2 separate regions of the Zea mays genome follow, and region 1 is linked to region 2. A link is a contact called in public Hi-C data. All regions are on one chromosome and are shown on one strand. The core of a region is the stretch at or near the end of the contact, and the rest is flanking DNA. Distances in the headings are between cores, read along the strand shown. Region 1 holds the start of LOC100276490. Region 2 holds the start of LOC103640907 (alanine--tRNA ligase).

The links. A called contact is a pair of places that touch in the nucleus more often than the background predicts.
Region 1: a contact with region 2 is called in a Hi-C map of tassel, with 5 times the contacts expected there. The contact joins the promoter of LOC100276490 here to the promoter of LOC103640907 in region 2. A contact is called at or near these places in 6 of 25 Hi-C or Micro-C datasets (ear, endosperm, leaf and 1 more).

What each region holds. Positions count from the first base shown.
Region 1 is chr10:18,745,867-18,749,461 of Zm-B73-REFERENCE-NAM-5.0, reverse strand. LOC100276490 reads right to left here and starts at 1,582. Exons shown (of 6, transcript NM_001150264.2): 1 at 1,277-1,582. The coding sequence starts at 1,455.
Region 2 is chr10:18,170,270-18,173,660 of Zm-B73-REFERENCE-NAM-5.0, reverse strand. It overlaps LOC103640907 (alanine--tRNA ligase), which reads left to right and starts at 1,391. Exons shown (of 22, transcript XM_008664354.2): 1 at 1,391-2,041. The coding sequence starts at 1,520.

The DNA.
Region 1 (3,595 bases), core at 333-2,832, 580 kb before region 2:
GTTTTGTTCATGCATGTCCTAATAAATGGGTGGACTGGACATATCTGGTTGAGTTTTGGTACAACTCTAGTTGGCACTCCGCTCTGGGCTATTCACCATTTGAGGTATTGTATGGGTACTCTCCAAAGTACTTTGGATCGATCTAACTTCACTTTTCCATGTTCCATCCTTGCATGAGTGAGTACAGGAGAAAACTGTCATGATTGACTTGGTTCAGCAGCATCTTGCCCGAGCAAGACATCGCATGCAAACGCAAGCCAACAAGCGTCGCTCCGAGAGATCCTTTGTTGTGGGAGATTGGATTTATCTCAAATTACAACCATATGTGCAGGCTTCGTTGGCTCCTCAGGCAAATCAAAAATTGGCATTTCGATTCTTCGGTCCCTATAAGATCCTGGCTCATGTGGGTAGTGTTGCTTACAAATTGGAGCTGCCTTCTACTTCAACCATCCATCCGGTGTTTCACGTGTCCCAGTTGAAGCGCATTGTTCCTTCAGATGTCACGCTAGCACAGCTACCCAATTCCTTAACTGGCATACAGATTCCAGAAGCTATTCTTCAGCGTCGTCTGGGAGTTGATGGCCGCTTGCAGGTGCTGATCAAGTGGTCCAGTATGTCGTCCTCCTTGGTAACTTGGGAAGATTTTGTGGCTCTACAGCAATCGTTTCCCGGTGCCCCTGCTTGGGGACAAGCAGGTTTTCTCCCAGGGGGGATGTCAGCGCTGAGGATGGTGATCAGGCTACAGAGGATGGTGTTCAGGAGATGGCTGCACGCGACACACCTGAATCTGTGACTACTGGGCCGCGACGTGGCTTGCGTGTGCGCCAGCCCAACACTCGTGTGAGTGACCCGAACTAGGTTGTAGCGTGAGTCTTGTGAGTGCTCCAATATAAGGAGGCACAGGTCTTTGTAAACGTTTAAGAAAAAACAGAATACTGCAATAGTGAACACGCGTCGCCTTCCTCCTACTTCCTATCTTCTTCTTCCTTCTCAAGGCACAATCCGTGCTCTACCACACCACTGCTAACATGTGATCAGATGGAGCCACTAATTAACATGCGGCGACTGAAACACACACCATCGGAGCCCAGAGCTCCGGCTAAACCGCGAACCAAACCCCAGTCGAAACCTGCCAGGCAATGGATCGAACACCTCTACCGCAACACGGGCAGTCGTGCTCTGGCAACCAAGCAGACGATGTGGAAGCCGCCAGCTCACAGGGAGAGAAACCTAGCAAGAAGTGATGGAGGGAGGGCGATAGGGGCAGGGAACGAACCCGAAGAGGTGGCGCGCGGAGAGCGGCACCCCGGAGGACGACAACGCGGCCGCGGCAGTCGCGGCGAAGGCGGTGGTAGAGAGACCGGGGTGGGAGCGGACGGCTGCGGAGGCGGCGGATGCCCCGGCGCGGGGCAGGCGGGAGGTGAGGTCGAGCAAGAGAGCGACGCCGATCGTCATGGCGCTGGGATCTCGAGCGGGAGCTGGCGGGGATGGCCGAGCCGAGCCGACCGCGCGGTGTCGGGTTGGCGTGGAGAGAAAGAAGCAGATGCGGGGGAGGAGAAAGAGGCAAGGGATGTATGGGCCTGGGCGCCTGGCCAAGTTCGGGCCAGATTACACCGACCACGACGGGCAAGCTATGGACACCTTTTTTTTTGGACCAACAAGCTAATGACACTTGTTAAAAATATTAAATAAATTTTAGTTACATAAGTAATTACACAGATAATAACTAAACAGAGTTTATTAAGGGGGTGTTTGAATGCACTAGAGCTAATAATTAGTTGGCTAGAAAAATTCTAGTAAAATTAGCTAGCTAACAAATAACTAGCTAACTATTAGGGGTGTTTGAATGCACTAGAGGTAATAGCTAGTTGGTTAAAAAATTGTTAGTAAAATTAACTAGCTAACAAAATATTAGCTACATATTAGCTAATTTACTAAAGGTAGTTAATAGCTAAACTATTAGCTAGACTGTTTGGATGTATCCAACTAATTTTAGCAGCTAACTATTAGCTCTAGTACATTCAGGCCCGGTTTGGAAGCACTCGGTTTTTAAGAAACTAGTTTATAGATATTGATGTGGTTCCAGATATACCAATTTATTACTCAGTTTATAGAAATTAGATTATCAGTTTATTAAAAACCAAGAATCTGACCTCTCCTAGCTAAAAGATAAAAATTGGTTTCTTAAAAACTGGGTTGCTTCCAAACAGGACCTTAAACACCCCGTTAACTAATTTGCTAAAAATATTTAATAGCTGAATTATTAGCTAGACTGTTTGGATGTTTTCAACTAATTTTAGCAGCTAACTATTAACTCTAGTGCATTCAAATACCCCTATGTCTAATTAGTCCATGATCCGCCCATGTGGTGCTACAATAAATATTTGATAATCATAGATTAATTAGGCTTAATAAATTCATCTCGTTGTTTAGTATTTATATATATAATTATTTTTAATTAGATTTTATTTAATACTCATGATTGTTATTTAAACATTCGATGTGACACATACTAAACTTTAGTGGGAGAGCCAAACACCCCATCAACTGAAAAGGTGCCAAGAACAAGCAACTAGTCCTCTCAGAGAGTTTTTGGCGCTTAGACGACTCGAGGCGGTTTTTGGTGACTAGGGTTTTGAGTTTTTCGCCCTTTCCCTCTATAACATGTCGTTGATGGTCTCAATCAAATCGGCTCCTAACATCATGTCATTCATCCGGTGTCCGTTTTTGTTTTCTTTGGGACCCCATAAAAATATTTAGAAGCATATGGAACACTATTTCACCGGTGTTGAGTCCCTAGGGGCATTTGGTCGTCGAGAGTCTGTAAAGCGGTGGTGAAGGTCCTATCAAAAAAGCATGTCCCTTTGGTAACTATTGAGCATGTTATAGGTGTAGTTTGGTGTTCTATGAAAGGAATAGATTGTAAGGACCTCACCAAAAACCATTTTTGGTCACTTTCCACCAGGTGTCTGAGAAGATATGGGTCATGGAGGATGACCTGTGGATCGTGGGCAAGGATCTAAGAGACCTAGTGATAGTTTCATGTGGCAAAAACTCTAGAATGATAGAGTTCGCTACCATTCCAATTTTGATTAGGGTTTTGAAGCTACCATTTGAGATGATTAGACATATTCAAATGTCAGGTCGGGTCGTGGGTCATTTGACACGGCCCGTACCTAGTGTCGGGTTGGGTCAAGTCAACCTGTGCTTCCCTATTGGGCATGTCGGGTCAAGATTTTTCTGAGTTCGGTCGGGTTTTGGGTCAAAAATCATGGTCCGTACCCAACCCGTGGATTGTTGTGGGTCAAAACCTATGGCATGTACTCGCCCATTGCATTGATCGGGTCGGGTTTTTTCGGACGGGTCGGGTCGGTTTGGTCGAGTCAGGTGGCCCATGATCATGTCTAGGGATGATCAATAGGTAGGTCGAGAGGATCATTACACTTAAAATTGGGGAAGTGATTAGTGTTGCAAACACAAGAGGTTGATATGTGCCCTTATGGTTCAGGTTTGTGATGAGTGATTATCAATGGAGTGGCATCTTGGGTTGAGTCGTGTGGACTCTGGGACGTGAGTTTGTGCAACATGTCTATTG
Region 2 (3,391 bases), core at 142-2,641:
TTAGACATTAAAAATACTATTTTCTTTAATAAGCACATAAGGTAAGGCTAAAAATGATGCCCATAAATTGATTCTATCCACATATTTGAGAAGCCTGTCTTGCCTGCATACCTTGTAGGTTCTATATGTCAACATATAGAATGCTCTGTTTCAATGGTTTAACTTGCATGGCTTTATAAGACTTGTAAATGACATGTTCCAATAGTTGTGTTTTATGCATCTTTCCTCTTAATTTAAAGTATTCAACATTTGGTTCAGGATTGCTGTGATTTTAATAGTGGAATTTGTTGTACGTAATGACAGGCTCTTTGTATTGTGGAGGAGGCTAATATGATGTATGAAGCGCCTACTACCTGGACATATGCTGCTTCTGCCACAATGATGTATTTGCATTCTACCAAATCAAATTGTAACCTACTTAATCTATAGTGTTAACTCTTTTATATGTATTAGCTTTTTTGTGCTGCTTTCAAACTAATTTCTATGCTACAACAAAAGGTTACCACATCCATCATTTATTCATCATTTAGAAATGAGGGGCATTACAAGGTCGGGTCCCTGTTGCCCGCTGTGGAGTCGATTCCCGCGTGCTGCTTCTACTACCCCGGGTATGCTACGATGTTGCCGCCCTCTGGCTGATGTAGCGTGAACAAGGTGACTGTGATTGTTGTTTTGATGCCCGTAACAAGCTAATTCTGATTTTGGCTCTATCATTGTACTGACCGCTCACCTGATAAACTGAGAGTTATGAGTATGGTTTCAGGTCAGGTTATGTACCTATGTTCCACTCTTTCATCATATCATATTTTCTTTAGATAGAAAGGTTTACGTGCAATGGAATCCATATTTCCATATTGCAAAGTACTTAGTTTATTTTGGGTGCTATTGGTAGTTTTTATTTGTTTTTCTTTTTCTTTCCTTCTTTGGCTATTTTTTGTGTTATTTTTCTGCTATATTAATAAATGTGTACTCGCTTGTGCCATTTGTTTGAGAAATTACAATGGAACTACAAGTATATATCTCTGCCAATTTTGTCTCCTTTGCTTTTCATCTATGCATACAAGGTTCGCTAGATGTATGGGAGAAGATTAAATCACAAGGAATACTAAAATAGTGACAATTGATGGTTTTCATTACATAGGACATGTGAAATACTATTATAAGAACATCTGCGTATAAATAATTATCTTTTAGATTTTTTGTCTTGTTAGCATGACCTCTCTCAAACATTGTCTCTGCAGAGGACTACAATGTTGATTATAAATTATGTGTTGTTTTTCTTACTGTAATCATTGTAGGCTAACATTTTAACGAATAATTTATATTCCGTTGCAACGCACGGGCACTCACCTAGTGAATTTTAAATGCTTCAACATCAAATCACACGCTCGTGTCGGGCCACGACCGACCGGCCCGTTTGGACATTGGACATGTGAAGTTCTGGGCGTTGCCTGAAAGGGGCTGAAGTTTGTAATTGAAAAGATTTCTCGTCGTTGTCAGACGAAGCCTAGATGGGTGGATGCTGACCGTGCCGACCCTCCCACGCGCGTGCCGCCTGCTTCGTCTCTTCACTCGTCTCGAAGCTAGGGTTTTGCCCGCCGCCACCATCCTAGTTTCCTTCTCGTCATCGTTCTCATCTTCCCCAGCCGCCGCCCCGCCTCAGATGGATCCGTCGCCGGCGTGGCCGTCCCGGCGGATCCGCCAGGAGTTCTTAACCTTCTTCGAGTCCAAGGCACATACGAGGTGGCCGTCGAGTCCCGTGGTCCCCGTCGACGACCCCACGCTGCTGTTCGCCAACGCTGGAATGAACCAGTTCAAGCCGGTCTTCCTCGGCACAGCGGCGCCGGACTCGCCGCTCGGCCGCCTGCACCGTGCCTGTAACACCCAAAAGTGCATCCGCGCCGGCGGGAAGCACAACGACCTCGACGACGTGGGGAATGACACCTACCACCATACCTTCTTCGAGATGCTTGGGAACTGGTCTTTCGGGGACTATTTCAAGGAGGAGGCCATCAGATGGGCCTGGGAGCTTCTCACCCAGGTACTCCTTTGCCGCCCAATTCTAATTGATGGTTGATTGCTTCGAGGCTAGTGTGTTGGATTTCCATGAGATTGTTCGAGGCTGCAGATTTAGGAGGGAGCTGCTTATGGTAATGGAAGTTGAGTCCATTGCACGAAACATGGGTTTTGGTCGTATTCCAGGGTTTTTGATTTGTGTGATCTGGTATTCCAGTGGTCAGAGGCACTTTTCTGGACTCCTATATAATTATATGAATATAAGAAATATGACAAGATGGACTTTTTTGTTATCCATTTAACGATTTGGAAGTTTCTGTGATAAATGAATTGGTTGTTTAGAGTTGAAATTCCCACAAATTCGTAAGAACTATTTCTTTGCTGGTTCTGAGATTAGCTACCTATGTTTTTAAATTCGAAAGGAAATATGCTCTTTTTCTGCCTGCATGTAATGGTTTCAGTGATGGTGTTTCTGAGCTGATTGTGATGATCAAATTGCACTTTGAAAGTTTGAATGGTTACATCCATGGTTATTAAAGCGATACACAGTTGAAGCGCTCATGAGTACCTTTTGGCTTCAAAACGTTTATGCGAGCTTTAAAATGTCTTACTAGAAATATGAAGCGTGCTAGCGCGCACTTCCTATTAACCAATTCACCAATTTGAAGATTGGTAAACAAAGGTAATAGGAGCCGAAGTCAATCCCTTCTCCTCCCCGAGGGGACGTTATCGGTCGCTTCGTTCCCTTGTTTACTGAACTCTAAACAACATGGACAAAATATCAATATAACATAAGTTCACATAATAATATCAAGGGAAATACCAACTACAGATGCATTGGCATCACTATTGCTTGCCATTTCACTCTGCAAGTGCAAAGAATAGAGTAAATCAGACAATCTGGGTTCTGGCAGACTAACAGTGGACGAGCTGGGAACAGGGGAGGTGGATGAGAGCACTGCAGGGGAGGCGGGCAGGCGGGCAGGCGGAATAGCAGATGAGAGCAGCCGAGCAGGGGGAGGCGGGCACTGGCAGGCAGAGGAGGCACACAGGGGGAGGCGGGGGAGCCAAGCATGGAGGCGGGGGAGCCAAGCATGGAGGCGGTTGAGAGCAGCACTGCAGGGGAGGCACCGAGGCGGACGAGCTCGTCGAGTTGCGAGCAGGCGGGAGGTGGCAGATGAGGGCTTATTGGCAGTGATGGATGCCCTTCGCTGTGTCGCAGGAGCGGACGAAGGGCAGGGGAGGCGCCGATGGCACTGCGGTGAATGACAGACGCAGGGGTGCTGAGGCATCAGGCGGATGACGCCTCATCGGCTCGTTTTAGGGTGCATGATGATTCTCTCGTGGGCTGGGCTGGAGCTGGACCTCCCTAAAG